Linked DNA regions of Mus musculus: all the other regions are linked to region 3. Evidence: chromatin contacts called from public HiChIP or PLAC-seq and promoter capture Hi-C data. All regions are on one chromosome and are shown on one strand. The core of a region is the stretch at or near the end of the contact, and the rest is flanking DNA. Distances in the headings are between cores, read along the strand shown. Region 1 holds the start of Fgd2 (FYVE, RhoGEF and PH domain containing 2). Region 2 holds the start of Ppil1 (peptidylprolyl isomerase (cyclophilin)-like 1). Region 3 holds the start of Kctd20 (potassium channel tetramerisation domain containing 20).

Region 1 (5,056 bases), core at 561-3,060, 410 kb before region 3:
GACATCCAAACCTCCATGCTAAGCTGTCTTTCCTCTTGATGTCAAGGACAGAGAGACCCAGAGAGCTGAGGTGATTGTCCTGGTCACAGGGCCTGGTGTAGGAAGAAGGACCGAGGTGGCCCATTCCAGACATAGAAAATGGAGTTCCTTGGCCTCAGGGCCTGCAGCCAGGGAGAGGGGGTTGGGTGAGAGGGTGCTGAGTCTCAGGTTTTTCTCCTGTACATTTGGTTTCAGCTTCTGCATTTCTAAGCACTCAGGCCTGTGCCTGTTTCCTCTCTAGCCCTCAGTTTCAGATCAGCTAGGCACCAAGGGCTCCACAGAGAGACGCCTGCATGGTCCCCTTGCTCAGAGCCTGACTCTCACACTCCTGACCACGCTTCTAGTGACCCACTCCTCTGTATGGCTACTCTACCTGCAAGGTGCAGCCAGACACCACTCAGTAGCCCAAGGGCTGGCATCTACATGAGCCTACGCCCCCTCCAGCATGAGTGTGGTGGGCCAAGAGGGCGGTGGGAATGAGCTGTCCCAGGTGCTGAATAGGATGCACTCAGCCAAGCTCCTGGAGAGGCAGAGTCAGGCTGCTCACCCAGGAAGTGAAACTTCTGCAGGGGTGAATGTGGGCTTCCACGTGGAGGCCCCAGGCACCTCCTGTGCATGGCCTGCAGGCCCACAACACAGCGTGGAGGCCTTCCCAGGGCATCTAAAGCCTGTGGCCTGGTGTCTCAGAAGGACGGAACTTTGTATCACAAGTAGAAATCTACCCCTGCATCCTCCACAGAACTCTAGGCACTAAGCTTTGTTCTTGTGGCTCCCGAGGGCTGGGGACTCTGGTGGCAGACTCCTTATCTTCATGTAAGAGTGCTGCTTTACCCAGCATCTAGCTGCTGAAGGCATGGGGACTCACTGTGGTGTACCCGGGTTCTGGAACCCTCTACAACAATCCAGGGCTCAGCCCCTCCCTCCACCTGCCCCTCCTCCCCTCGTCTCTCAGGTCCCCACAGCTTCCCCCTAAGCCTCCTGAGGCCAACCTCTATCTGCTTCCAGAGGACCAAAGGCACTCCCAAACCACAGGCCTGCAAAGCGGTTTCATGTCTCACACTCACGCCCCTCCAAGGCCACTCAGGACCCCTCCCACTCCTGGCTTTGTCTTTTCCCTTCAGACACAAGTGCCAGCACAGCCCCAAAATTCAAAGAAGCTAGTTCCTGTGTCCCCTCTTCTGTTCTCCCTATGATGGGAACCAAACAAGTCACACCCTAGGGCCATCAGAGTAAGCCCTGAGGTATAGAAAGGAACTTAGGAGAGAGGCCTGGTGAGCATGGCTCTGCTTTGTCCCAGTCAGCCACATTCCATCTGTGTCCCGCCTTCCTGTTCCCATTTGTGTCCTGGTGTGAGTGGGATGTGTGTGTGCATGGATTGGAGATCTCCCATGCTCACCCTGTCCAGCTTACTACCACAAGAGCAGTGGTTGCCTGTACTGCCAGGCACCCAGGATGGAGGGACCCCAGGTGCTGCCCCAAAGTACCAGATCAGATAGAAGGGCTCGACCCCTCCCCCACCATCTGTACCTGTTGTTCTCAAACACAGCCACCAGGTTGCACACTGAGTCCTGCTTCTCACAGGCTCGCTCCATCCTGCTAGCCTGCAAGGTGGTCCTCAGTTACCCCAGAAGCAGGGAGGGAGGCAATAGGCTGGTGCCCTCAGCACTCCCTGGCCAGCGGGTGAAGCAGGTCTACCACAGCCTGGAATCTGCCCATCGCTTCTGACTGCCTTGGGGCAGTTCCTATCTTCAGAGTGAAAAAAGAGGAAGTGGTCCCAGTAGCTTGGAAGAGAGGCCAGCACTCCCTACTGTGGGAGGAGCCTGTCAAACTCTCCTTGCTGTGGGAGGAGCCTGTGAAGTACTGCCCGGCCCTCTTGGCATCTGACCTTTACCTCTCAGATACTTCTACCCAGTCCTGTTAGAGAAGGCACGGGCTGTGGCAACAGTGGTCACAGGACGTTTCTGGAGCCGGATCCTGGGATGAGCAGCTTCCTGGATATCCAATTCTCTGCATGGGGGGAAAGGGGACGGCTCAGGGATGTTTTACTTAGTACCATTCTCAGCATCTTCCTTGCATCTGGCGCTGTGCACTGCTGATGGAAAAACAGCTTTTAAATTAAAATGGACCACAGGGTTGGGGATGTAGCTCAGCTGATAGAGAATGCTTGCTTGGCATGCGGGAAGCCCAGGGCTTTATCCTCAGCACTGTAGAACTGGGTATCATGGCACATGCCCATGGCACCCACTTGAGAGGAGAAGTCCAAGTTCTTCCTTGACAACGTAATGAGTATAAGACCAGATTCGGCTACGTGAGACCTGTCTCAAAAAAAAAAATGGGGTCGGATGGGGTGGGCTTTGAGATGGTTCAGGGGTAAGAGTACTTGTAGCCAAGCCTGGCAGCTTGAGTCTAACCCTGGAGCCCCACATGGTGGAAAAAAAATAGACTTTTCCTTTCTTTTTATTTACTTTTATTTTTTATGTGTATGAGTGTTTGGCCTGTGTGAGTCTATTATACCACATTCGTGCCTGGTACCCACAATGGTCAGAAGAGGGTGTTGTGGGAATGGGACCTAGGTCCTTTCTAAGTTCTCTTAACCTCTGAACCAATTCTCCACCCAAAATGCAGACTCTTTCAGGTTGCCTCTGGGCTCCAACCCACACACACTGTATCTCTTGTACTCCTACCCTAAAAAAAACATCTAAAGCTGAACTGGTGGTGGCACACACCTTTAGTCCCAGCACTCGGGAGGCAGAGGCAGGCAGATCTCTGAGTTTGATGCCCACTTGGTCTACAGAGTAACTTTTTTTTTTTTTTTCAAGACAGGGTTTCTCTGTAGCCCTGACTGCTCTGGAACTCACTTTGTAGACCAGGCTGGCCTCGAACTCAGAAATCCACCTGTCTCTGCCTCCCAAGTGCTGGGATTAAAGGCGAGCGCCACCACGCCCAGCTCCAGAGTAACTTTTAAGACAGCTGGGGCTACACAGAGAAACCCTGTCCGGAAAAAAAAAAAAAAAGAAAAATAGGGCAAACAAAACAAAAAACCCCACAGACTGTGAGGATATGCAGGAAGGGGTCCTGTGGTCCCCAACACCTCTTTGGATGCTTTTGTCTTAATGATGTTGATATTTCTCTAGTGGCCCGGGTTGGAGAGCCCCTATGGGTTAGAGCTAACAAGTCTCCTCTCTTTCACTCCCATAGCTGTGTTACACAGTGTGCTCCCTTATCAGAAATGGAGGCCAATGGAAGTCAAGACACCTGACTGAGGTCACCCAGGAAGAACAGGGGAAGAACTGCCATTTCTGAAGCCCAGGTAAGTGTCCTATGACTCCAGCAAAGACCCAGGGAACCTGGAGGGTGACCTCCATGCACTCCATCCTCAGGGTCCCCTGATCACAGCACCCTAGGGAAATCTGCCTCTTGGTCACTCAGGGTTTCTAGAACACGTGACCAGCGCCTCTGCTCTGCTCATTCAAGCTGGAAAGCCATTCATTCATTGCTCTCCCATGGATCCTGAGCCAGGACCCTCCACTGAAGCTAGTCTTTGTCCTCGGATCAAGTGTGAGCCATCCTGGAGCCCAAAGTGCCTGGCAGAGTTTCTGCTGTGGTAGCTGTGAGCCTGGAGCCTCCTGCCCAGCAACCCTGCACCTCTGAGCTCCCCCACCCCCCAGCTGTGTTTGCCACCAGAGGCCAGCCCAGTCCTGAGGACTAAGTCTCACTAATCCCAAATGCAGGGCCTCTGCAAGAGGAGCAAGTGCTCTTAACTGCTGAGCCATCTCTCCAGCCCCACAATGCTAGTTTTATGCCATGCTGAGGATGCAGAGCCGGCCAGGCTCTCTACCAACTGAGCATCGTCCTTAGATCCCCTTGCACTTTTTGTCATAAAAAAATGAAGAACATACCTTAGATCCCCTTGCACTTTTTGTCATAAAAAAATGAAGAACATACACGAGGGTAGACAGAATAGAATAATTCACCCCCATGAGCCCTCTCAGTCCACACCAGAGTTCATTCCCCACCTATGTGTGGCTCTTTCGATTTCCCTTCTGTGTCCTGATTAAGCAAACCCCAAATGCCAAATGACATTATTTCTGTATGTATTTAAAAACCCAGGGGAGATCCAGGACAGCCAGGGCTACAACAGAGAAACCCTGTCTCGAAAAACCAAAACAAACAAACAAACAAACAAACCCAGGGGACTCTTAAGTATCAACACACACTCATGTAAATGGACACATACCTACACAATTACTAAAGTAACACTCGTTTTTTTTTTTAAGATTTATTTATTTATTTATTATATATGTACACTGTAGCTGTCTTCAGACACTCCAGAAGAGGGCGTCAGATCTTGTTACAGATGGTTGTGAGCCACCATGTGGTTGCTGGGATTTGAACTCAGAACCTCTGGAAGAGCAGTCGGGTGCTCTTACCCACTGAGCCATCTCACCAGCCCCAAAGTAACACTGTTTTATTGACATGTTTATACATGTGTACCTACCTATAAAACAAGCAGGGCGGTGGTGGCGCTCCTTTAATCCCAGCACTTGGGAGGCAGAGGCAGGCGGATTTCTGAGTTCGAGGCCACCCTGGTCTACAAAGTGAGTTCCAGGACAGCCAGGGCTACACAAAGAAACCCTGTCTCGAAAAATCAAAAAAGAAACCAAAAAAACAATGTTGCCACTATATTGAATCTCAAGAGATGTTTGATAACAATCTCTCTGTGGAACTAAGTCTCCAGTAAGAACAATGCCAATAGCGGTTAACAAAAAATGTATGTGGGGGCCGGGCAGGGCAGGATACTGAGGCCCAGCCTGACACCTTGAGTTCCATACCCAGAACCCACGTGATAGAAGGAGAGAATTGATTCCTGAATGTTGTCCTTTGACTGCCACCTGAATACCATGGAATATGTACGCATGCATACATACATGCATATGTACACAGCCACATATATGTTTTTGTAAAAGGCATTTTTGCTGTTCTCCGACATACTCCCTGCAGCTGATGGTCACTAAGG
Region 2 (4,896 bases), core at 2,059-4,558, 310 kb before region 3:
GGGCTGCTTTGGGGAGTTTCTTTCCAAGGCATCTCTAGCTGTTCTCTTGAACAGGGCTGGAGGGGGGAAGGGCTGGAGAGATGGCTCAGCAGTTAAGAGCACTGCCTGCTCTTCCTGAGGTCCTGAGTTCAATTTATGGTGGCTCACAACCATCTGTAATGGGATCCATTGCCATCTTCTGGTGTGTCTGAAGAGAGCAATAGTGTACTCATGTACATATAAAAAACAAAAACAAAAACAAAAACAAACAAACAAACAAACAAAAAACCTTTTAAAAAATCTGGGGGATTAAACCTTATTGATGATGTCTCCCAAGAAGAGACATTTACTGTTCCGAGCTAGGAACAGAGTGTAGATGAATCTATTCTACCTTCTGTGGCAGCATCACTCGGTAAACATTAACTGGGATTTGCCCAGAAAAAGAAAAGCAAAGAAACCAAGACCACACATAGCCAAGCAGTGGTCAGGGACACTCACCTATGATGCTTTGGGTGGACTCAGGAATGAGCCCCCATGATGTCAGAGGTAACACAGTGACAGAGACCTAGAGCCCCATGTCACCTTCAACTGTCTGTTAGTCTTTTAGGGACCTTGACTCAGGAGTCATGAATTGGATATAGCAGAGGTTTTCAGGCCTAACTAATTAAAAGCTGAGTTGGAGATTTTTATAAGGCTTTTTTTTTTTTAAAAAGGACTTATTTATTTCATGTATGTGAGTACACTGTCACTGTCTTCAGACACATCAGAAGAGGGCATCAGATCCCATTACAGATGGTTGTGAGCCACCATGTGGTTGCTGGGAATTAAACTCAGGTCCTCTGGAAGAGCAGTCTGTGCTCTTAACTGCGGAGTCATCTCTCCAGCCCTATAAAGATATTCTTAATGACATAAACCATGAAGATTAAGGGAGAAAGAGAACAGGAAGACAGACAGAGTTAAGTCTCTCTAGGTGTCGCTAGGGAGAGAGGTTGAAGGGAAGCCTGAAGAGCAAGCCATGCCCAAGAAGGAGGGAGAAGAAGGGAAGGAAGGGGTGAAGCGGGCAAAGCGAGGGAGGAGGAGGAAGGGACAGGAATGTCTAACTATGGGGTAGCCTAATCACATGGCCCCTAAGATCTCTGGGGAGAAGCCCCCTGAAGGCCTACTGGTGAGTGAGGAGTAAAGGCTCACACCGCTCACTCACCCTCACAAACACAGAGAAGGCTGACAGGCCGCCTCACAGTGCAGTGTCAAATATGGGTCAGAAATGGTGCTGAGCTGAGGGTCGGATTCGACACTGGATTATTTTTAAGTTGACGTTGGCCTGCCTTAATATAACATAATTGTAGAACACATCGAAAATGCCAAAACATTACAAAACTTAAAAAAAAAAAATTAAAAAGTACTCCCCAGCCGGGCGTGGTGGCGCATGCCTTTAGTCCCAGCACTTGCGAGGCAGAGGCTGGCGGATTTCTGAGTTCGAGGTCAGCCTGGTCTACAAAGTGAGTTCCAGGACAGCCAGGGCTACACAGAGAAACCCTGTCTCGAAAACCAAAAAAAAAAAAAAAAAAAAAAAAAAAAAAAAAAAAAAAGTACCCCTAAAAAAGATAAGATAAAATCTATAATTTTAGGCTGTGGAAGTTAGCTGCTTTTGATGGTTTAGTGTGTGCTTCTGACATGCTGGGCAACTAAGCTCTCACTGAGCTAGAGCCCCTGCCGCTTCTCTTCTCTGTGTATATGTGTGTCTCTCTGTGTGTGTGTGTGTATTTGTGTGTCTTATGAGAAGTTTTTTTCTTCTGCTGTATGGGTCCCAGGTTGAATTCAGGTCTTCAGGTTTGGAAGCAGGTAACTTTACCCTCTGAGCCACCTTTCCGGTCCAAGAGACTGTTTTTAAAAATAATTTTCCTTAATCATGAAAAATGTCATTCTTAGGGATGGAGAAATGGTTCAGGTGCTCTGTTCCTAACCTCCATATGCCAGCTAGAGCCTGCATGTAATTCCAGTTCTGGGGGATCTGACACACTCTTCTGGCCTCTGTGGGCTCCTGTGTGCCCATACAAACCCAGATACACACACACACACACACACACAAAATAAATAAAAAATTAAAGTCTTTTTTATTTATCTGATCTTTAATGGGAGAGCCTCCCCAGAGTGTTCACCCACAGCTCTGTTGGCCTGTAAGTAAGTACCTTGCACACTACGGTTCAGATTGCTTCTCTTTAATATGCATTGCTCAATTTTCTGAAGAGCCGTAGGTTGTTAAGAGTAAGCATTTGCTCAATTTTTGCTTTGCTGTGCAGGAAGTGGGTGGGTGGGAGGGTAGATGCATCTTAGAACTCAGGAAGTCTTGTAAATATTTTCCTACTTCTTTGTTGTTAATTATGGGATGTTCAATATAAAATATACATTTCCCTCGTGGCTCACTGAACTTGGAGAGAGCTATTTGGGCTAGACTGGATGGCTAGCCAGCTCCCTGGATTCTTCCCCATGGTCTCTGCTTTCCCGGTTGCTGAGGCCGCAAGTGCATATCTACCTGGCATTTGCATGGGTCCTAGGGACCTAAATTCAAGTACTTTACCCACTAAGCCCTGTTAGGCAAGCCGTCTACTAACTGGCCTGCATTTCCAGCTCCAAGGATACCTCTCTGAGTAGTCCTAGCTATCCTGAAACTCGCTCTGTAGAAGAGACCTTGTACAGGCCTTGAACTCTGAGATCCCCCTGCCTCTGCCGCTCCAGCGCTGGGGGCGTGCACCACTATCTCCTGGGACAGTCATTTTAAGCTTTGTCTCTCTTCCCAGCCTTTTCCTCTTTCCACATGCTCTTTGCTTTTGGAGTCTGTGGGATCAGATTTGCCATGTGGCACTTAACGGCGGAGTCTCAGTTTTCTCCGCTGAAAAACGGGACTCCTGTCATCCACAGGATTGCTTTAAGGAATAGACGCTGGGCGTGGTGGTGCACGCCTTAAATCCCAGCACTCGGCAGACAGAAGCAGGCAGATCTTTTTGAGTTCAAAGCCAGCCAGGGGCATCACCCAAGTCTGGGAACTAGGAAATTCTCCAGCCCTCCAATCAGAGTGAAGAAGGTTGTTCCCGCCTTCCGCGCCAAAACAGACCAATCACTGTTCCGGAGCGTGGCGCGAATCGCCCCTGGAGAATCTTGCACTTGTCTGAGTTCCTGCACTGAGCATTTCGACTTGCAACCCTCTTCCCAGCCTAGAAAGAAGGATCCTTCGTCATTCTTGTCCCAGCGCCCTAAATCCTGTCAAGCAAACGGGCGGATCGGCGGGAACCGGAAGTGTGTGCCCAGGGGCGGGTCCCGGGTTAACTCCGCCGGAAGTAGTGATTGCTAGCGGGGGGGATACCTTCGCTCAGCATGGCGGCGATTCCCCCAGACACCTGGCAGCCGCCCAACGTCTACCTGGAGACTAGGTGAGGGTTGGAGGTGGGGGAGGAATTGGTGGAGGGGACGCGGGTTCGTGCCGCAGTGGCCGGCCTGACTCGCAGGTTGCCCGCACGCACAGAGCTGCGGCCGGGAGTACCTGTAAGTTCTGAAGGGACCTCAGGGGAGCCCCTCCAACATCCCGGAGACCTCGACGATTTCTATCTGCTGTCCTTTCCCCACGACGTTTATTAGTTCATTTACCTATATCCACCTTCCATCTTCATTCATTCATTCACTCACTCACTCATTTTTTTTCTCAACAAGTGTGTGTTGATCACACAAGCCATGCGCGTAGGACCTGGATTTTTGAAAACACAAATCTGGATTATGGTGAAGGAGACAGATGTGTAAACATCACGGGACAAGTAGAGTTGTCTGAACAAATTTCTTTGGAAGTAGAAGAAAATTTATTTTCTCCAAAATCCAAGAGTGATCTTTGAGCTGGGGATGCCCGAGGCCCCAAGCTCGGGCTACAGCACCATATATACTCGGTGTGGTTGCACAAGCCTGTAATCCTAGCACTCTGGAGGTGGAAGCAGGAGGATCAGAAGTCCAGGGGCTGGGCTGGGCTGGATAGAATAGACTGCTTACCTAACATTCTATTATATTTATATTAATATATAAAATTAAGCCACCTCCTAGTGCCTTGCCTCCCTTGTGTGTGATTGCGCTCAGTTTACTATTGCTAGCAGCTCCTGTCCCGAAGGCTTTGTATCACACACACCCCTCCAGTTTTAGCAGAGAAATGGTGCATTTTATAGATTTACCTGCAACCTGGTTTTCATACTGATTGAAGGGAACCCTGCTTGGAGCCTGGTCTGCCCTGTCTACTGACTTGAGCCCCATTTTGTCTGCCCTTGGCTCCTGAGTGTAGACATTAGGAAGGCACGCACCACTGCTCTCGCTCCCAGTTCTACAGAGTGCTCACATTGCTGGACCTCCTGAACCTGGGCCATACAGATTCTCCCCAGAGCTCAGTGGGTAATGTACAGCAGGAGCCCCCTGCCTTGTTTTATCCTTAAAGGCACTAAGAGAAGAGAATAAAAGCACTCGTATGGGTGTATGTGGACATTTGAAGTAACCAGCCTATTTGCTTTACACATTCTCTTTAGATTTGATTTTTTTTAAAGATATATTTATTTATTTTATTTATATGAGTACACTGTACCTGTCTTCAGACACACCAGAAGAGGACATCAGATCCCATTACAGATGGTTGTGAGCCACCATGTGGTTGCTGGGAATTGAATTCAGGACCTCTGGGAGAGCATCTCTCCACTGAGCCATCTCTCCAGCCCTAGATTTGTCTTTTAATTATGTGTGTGTGCACATGAGTTCAGAGGCCAGAGGTATTGGAAACCATGGAGATGGGGGGTACAGGTGGCTGTGAGCCCCCTGGTGGAGTGCTGGGATCTGAAGTGTGGTCCTCCCGAAGAGCAGGACATGCTCTTAGGAGCTGAGTCGTCTCCACCAGTG
Region 3 (4,464 bases), core at 780-3,279:
CATCTCAGACTCTTGTGTTTGGATGTGGGGAAGAGGGGAAAAGAGTATGGCGTACACTAAGGGACAAACCTAGTACCTCCCACACATGCAGAGCAGGCGCCCTGCCACTGAGTTACATCCCCAGCCTACCTCCCAGTCACTACCTGAAAGATGAGAGGACTGAGCTAGGTAAACTTACAACGTGCTCCCTTATCCTCTAAGCTTCTCATTTCAAGGACTCCGACTTTCCCATCTTAAATCATTTAACATCATCCAAACAGTTCCCTCAGTTTCTCACTCCAATTAGCCATGGAGGTGTGGGGAGACCCCATGTGTGGCAGGTGGGAAACACAAAACAAGTCAGGAAACTCAGCATTACAGAAAGGCACACTGTTTTTGTACGTCATCTACAACAACAACAAAACCATCAATAAGTAGCCAGACATCCAAAGCCACCAAAGCCAAGAAAAACGCCAAACCCTCATGGCTACCTTTAATATCCCTGTGGAGTCTCAAGAGACATCAAGATGTAGAAAACACCTTTGGCAGATGTGGAGGTCATCCAACCCTCATTTCTGCCAGACAGCAAGGGAATTCTGAGCCACGCTTGGGATACTGTCTCTAACATGCCTTACTTCAGTTGTACTGTGTAAGCTAGGCATCATTCAGATATTCTGTAGCTAGTGAATTGATACCCACAACTAAAAGCCCATAAATACTACTGATGCTGGCACATCCCAGGGAATCAGAGACCCCCCAGGCTCCGGGCACTCCCTGGCTGATACCATGAGAAGGAAAGCAGAGAGCTGAGGTGGGAGCCAAGACCTAATGACATGCTCAAGCTCCCACGATCCTACCAACAGGCTCCTGAGAGAAACAAGGTGGGTTAGCCTGATCCACGCCATCTTTCTCCCACCCAGGCAATAACAGGATATGGATAAAAAGCCATTTCCTGCTCTCATGTAAGGGCTCCAGAAAGCACTATCCTTTCTCACACAGCCTTCCGAATCAGGGCTTCTTGACTCCCGACTGATTACGGACAGGAGAGGAGTAAGTCAACAGAAAGAAAAGGACATGAGACAGTATTTACAGTCCTCAGGCCAAGCTAATCTTGGTTTCCTAAGGTCCGGTTCCTGGCTTACCAAGGCGGCCCAAGCGGGGTGGTTGCCTGCCAGCACTAGTAGACTCAGGGGTCCACCCTAGATTTCTAGAATTAATTTCTGGGAGCCGTGCTAGCGACCTGCAAAACGCGTTTGAGAACTGCTACTTTAAGATTTTGTTTTTGTTCCTCTGGAGTGGGGTTGACGTTCTAATTCAAGGTTCGTCACAACTAATATTATTCCAACATTCTGTTTGGGAGATCATTTAAAAAGAAATCTCAAATTTCTAGGTAAACAATTGTCTATCAGCAAACAGACACCGTGAAAGAGCTTGGTTGGTCAGAGTTCCTGGCCTGTCTGTTAGTTCGTTTGCTGAATTCTCACTTAAAAGATTAGATTTACTTCTAAATAGTAAATCAGCCCAATCCAGGAATGTTCAGAAAGAATGACAAATTCCCACAAAGGGGAGGAGGTGTCCTCATGGCGCAAGCCTGACGACACTGTCTGCTATAAAAAGTTCTTATATGCAAGAAAAAAATCTCCCAGTTCTGCACTAAGCATGGGATGACAACAGAGGGGCGACAGGACCGACAGAAGATTCCAGAGGTTCTGGGAAAGCGCGACCAACCTTCCCCAGCCTGGGCTACCGGTGGCCCTGCGTGGTTGGTCGGCAGCCTCGCCCGGCTTCTCCTTTCTCCCCAGGCCGGGGAGGAGCCCGCACGGGGCCTCTCAGGCCGCAGCGTCGCGCCCGCCGCCATCATCAGCCCGCGCCATCACCTGCCCGCTCGCCCGCCCACCCTGTCACTCGGCACTCACCGGCCGCTTGCTGCCGCGCTCTCCGACACCGAGCCCCGAAGCCACCTCCAAGCTCCGGCCACCGCGCGCCCCCGCCCTGGCCGCGGATCCCCGGTTGAGTCACCCGGCCCTTCAAAACAAGAGCCCCGCCCACCGCGGGGCATGCCGGGAAGGCCGCGCGGCTCGCCCCGCCCCCGCCGCGGACTCCGCCATAGGCCGGGGCCTCGCCTGCCTGCCCGGCCGGCCGGGAACTGGGGCTCTTCGCCAGGGCGGCCCAGTAACGCGCGCCGCCGCCGCTTGCGCTCCATCACCCAAGGGGCTCAGACAGGAAAGCGAGCTGCAGGCTCGAAGGTGAAAGAGGCTGGGTCGCCCCGGAACGCGTGATGCTCACGGAAAGATGAGCCTATCGCCTTTGTGTGGCGGATGGATATGAACTGCAGCCCAAAGACAGAAAAACATCAACAACAACAAAACAAGATAAAAGAGAAAACAAAAACTTCCCCCCAACTCTTGAGTTTCACGGAACAATCTGCGATAGCAAACAAGATTCTACAGGTTTCATGTTACCTGGAAGCAAACTATTAGAAAGCTGGTTGCCTTGCTTCCTGTGAACCGCACAAGGGAACCTGAGAGGAGGAACCTGGCTCCATCTCTCAGGGTCACGGGGACTTGTGGCTTTTGTACTTAAGAAAGTTATCAGACCAGTTGATTACACCATCACAATGATTGCACAGACTTCTAGTTTTGGGTGTTTCGTTCTATTGGGGGTTTGCTTGTTTTAACCTTTATTTCCCTTCTCCCTCCTCCCTGGCTCTCCACTCTTAATACATGGGGTGTTCTTTGTTTTTTGAGACAGTCTCCTTTATCCCAGTATGGCCTTGCACCTCTGATCCGACCTTCACCATGTGAGTGATGGATAGGGTTACAGACAAGCCCTACCGTAGCCGAATTATGAAGGGCTCTGGTGTAACCCAGGGCTTCATGCACCCTAGGCCATTATTCTACCAGTTGAGCTACGTCTCCAGGTCCGAGTTCATTTTATTGAGATGTGACGCCGCAGCCCATGTTGAATTTGCTGTGTAGCCAAGGATGGCTTTGGACTCCTCATCCTCCTGTCCCTGTCTCCCAAGTGCTGACATTATTCTACTTTAAAACTGCTGCTGAGCACTAAATAAACTAATAAAACCACGCAAAAAAATATAGGGAATACCTGTGTGCACAGCATTAATCCTAGCACTTGGGAGGTAGAGGCAGGAGGATCAGGAAATCGAGGTCCCCCTTATTTGGCTTATGTTGCTTCTGGGGGGGGGAGGGGAGGAGGGGGACGGGTCTACCTTGCCCAGTTTCCCCCATACCACCTGTCACTAAGGGAAGTCAGGGAATCCAGTCAGGAAACTGGGTCTACAAAGTGAATTCCAGAACAGCCAGGGCTACACAGAGGAAACCATGTCTCAAAACAAACCAAATACGACCACCAACACAGTAATGTCACAAAAAAGCCAACACAGTAATGAGATCATGTGCTGGCATCTCTGGGCCTTGGAACTACAGAGAACATACCCACTGATTAAAATTTCATTCCAAAAGTTTCCTCTTCTAATCCTGTGCCCCTGTGCAGTCTCCATACCCACGGTGGAACTACTGCCTTTCTTGTTCTGAATACAGGACAATCAACTTCCTCTTTCTTTCATTTCCAAGCTCCCCTCACCCATCCTGAGCCAACACTTAATACTTGTTATCCATCGCCCAGAGGGGATCCAAGATAGCACATACTTAACTAATAGTGAAGAGTAAAAGGGTTGTCTTTTGATTAAATATCATTAAATCAGACATGACACCGATTTTGGATGAATATCAATTATAGGAGGCATATGAGAAATGTGTATTAATGTCGACTTTTGTCACTTTAATTTAACTGTATCCTCAGTCAGGCTGAGTTCTGAGTTCCAGGCCTGCCTGGTCTACAGAGTGAGTTCCAGGACAGCCAGGGCTACACAGAGAAACCCGGTCTTGAAAAACAAAGAAACAAATTTAAGTGTATCCTCAAATATCTGAACTAGGTTCATCATCTGAGACTGTAACCCTTCCTAAAGACAGATTGGCAGGCCTGGAACTTTCATTGTTCATAATGGCTAATTTGAAAAGTAGCACAAGTCCATTCAATTAATGGGGTTAGTACATTTCCTAAAATATTGCACCTGCTGCTGGTAAATACTATAGAACACTGAGATTTCTTCATGATGTTTTACAGCCCTTAAAACTTCTCACCAACCAAGGACGGAAGGTTTAATCATGCAGATTTACACATAAGGAAAACAAGACATAAATAAGTAGTGTTCAAGGCTATTACACTACTGGGCAGTGTTTATAGGATGCACAGGCAGGTCACCTGACCCCAGCTCAATACCCTTGCTTCCTGGGGAACTCCTCTACAATCCTAATAAGTAGAGACTTCTCTTGTTAGTTAGAGAGAAAGAGAGAGTCTCACTCTATAACTTGGCTGGCTTGGAACTTAACTTTGTAGCTTATGCTGGATTCATACCTGTGGCAATCCTCCTGCCTCAAGCCCCTGATTACTAAATTTACACAC

The links. Promoter capture Hi-C pulls out the DNA fragments that hold promoters and counts their contacts. HiChIP or PLAC-seq counts read pairs in DNA pulled down with a chosen protein or histone mark.
Region 1: a promoter capture Hi-C map of pre-B cells shows a contact between it and region 3, with 4 times the contacts expected there. The contact joins the promoter of Fgd2 here to the promoter of Kctd20 in region 3. A contact is called at or near these places in 3 of 39 promoter capture datasets (the C10 cell line, the HPC-7 cell line and pre-B cells), 1 of 15 datasets of contacts at CTCF or cohesin (large pre-B cells), 1 of 484 Hi-C or Micro-C datasets (rod photoreceptor), 2 of 115 datasets of contacts at active chromatin or transcription factors (bone marrow-derived macrophages and large pre-B cells) and 2 of 9 other capture datasets (adipose tissue and liver).
Region 2: a contact with region 3 is called in an H3K4me3 HiChIP or PLAC-seq map of embryonic stem cells, with 13 read pairs. The contact joins the promoter of Ppil1 here to the promoter of Kctd20 in region 3. A contact is called at or near these places in 6 of 39 promoter capture datasets (the C10 cell line, the SN4741 cell line, cranial neural crest and 3 more), 2 of 484 Hi-C or Micro-C datasets (CD4 T cells and natural killer cells), 9 of 115 datasets of contacts at active chromatin or transcription factors (the 230-238 cell line, bone marrow-derived macrophages, effector CD8 T cells and 4 more) and 3 of 9 other capture datasets (adipose tissue, liver and pancreatic islet).

What each region holds. Positions count from the first base shown.
Region 1 is chr17:29,357,668-29,362,723 of GRCm38.p6, reverse strand. It overlaps Fgd2 (FYVE, RhoGEF and PH domain containing 2), which reads right to left and starts at 1,810. Exons shown (of 16, transcript NM_013710.4): 1 at 1,567-1,810. The coding sequence starts at 1,631.
Region 2 is chr17:29,262,383-29,267,278 of GRCm38.p6, reverse strand. Ppil1 (peptidylprolyl isomerase (cyclophilin)-like 1) reads left to right here and starts at 3,308. Exons shown (of 4, transcript NM_026845.4): 1 at 3,308-3,407. The coding sequence starts at 3,352.
Region 3 is chr17:28,950,001-28,954,464 of GRCm38.p6, reverse strand. It overlaps Kctd20 (potassium channel tetramerisation domain containing 20), which reads right to left and starts at 2,029. Exons shown (of 8, transcript NM_001356300.1): 1 at 1,896-2,029.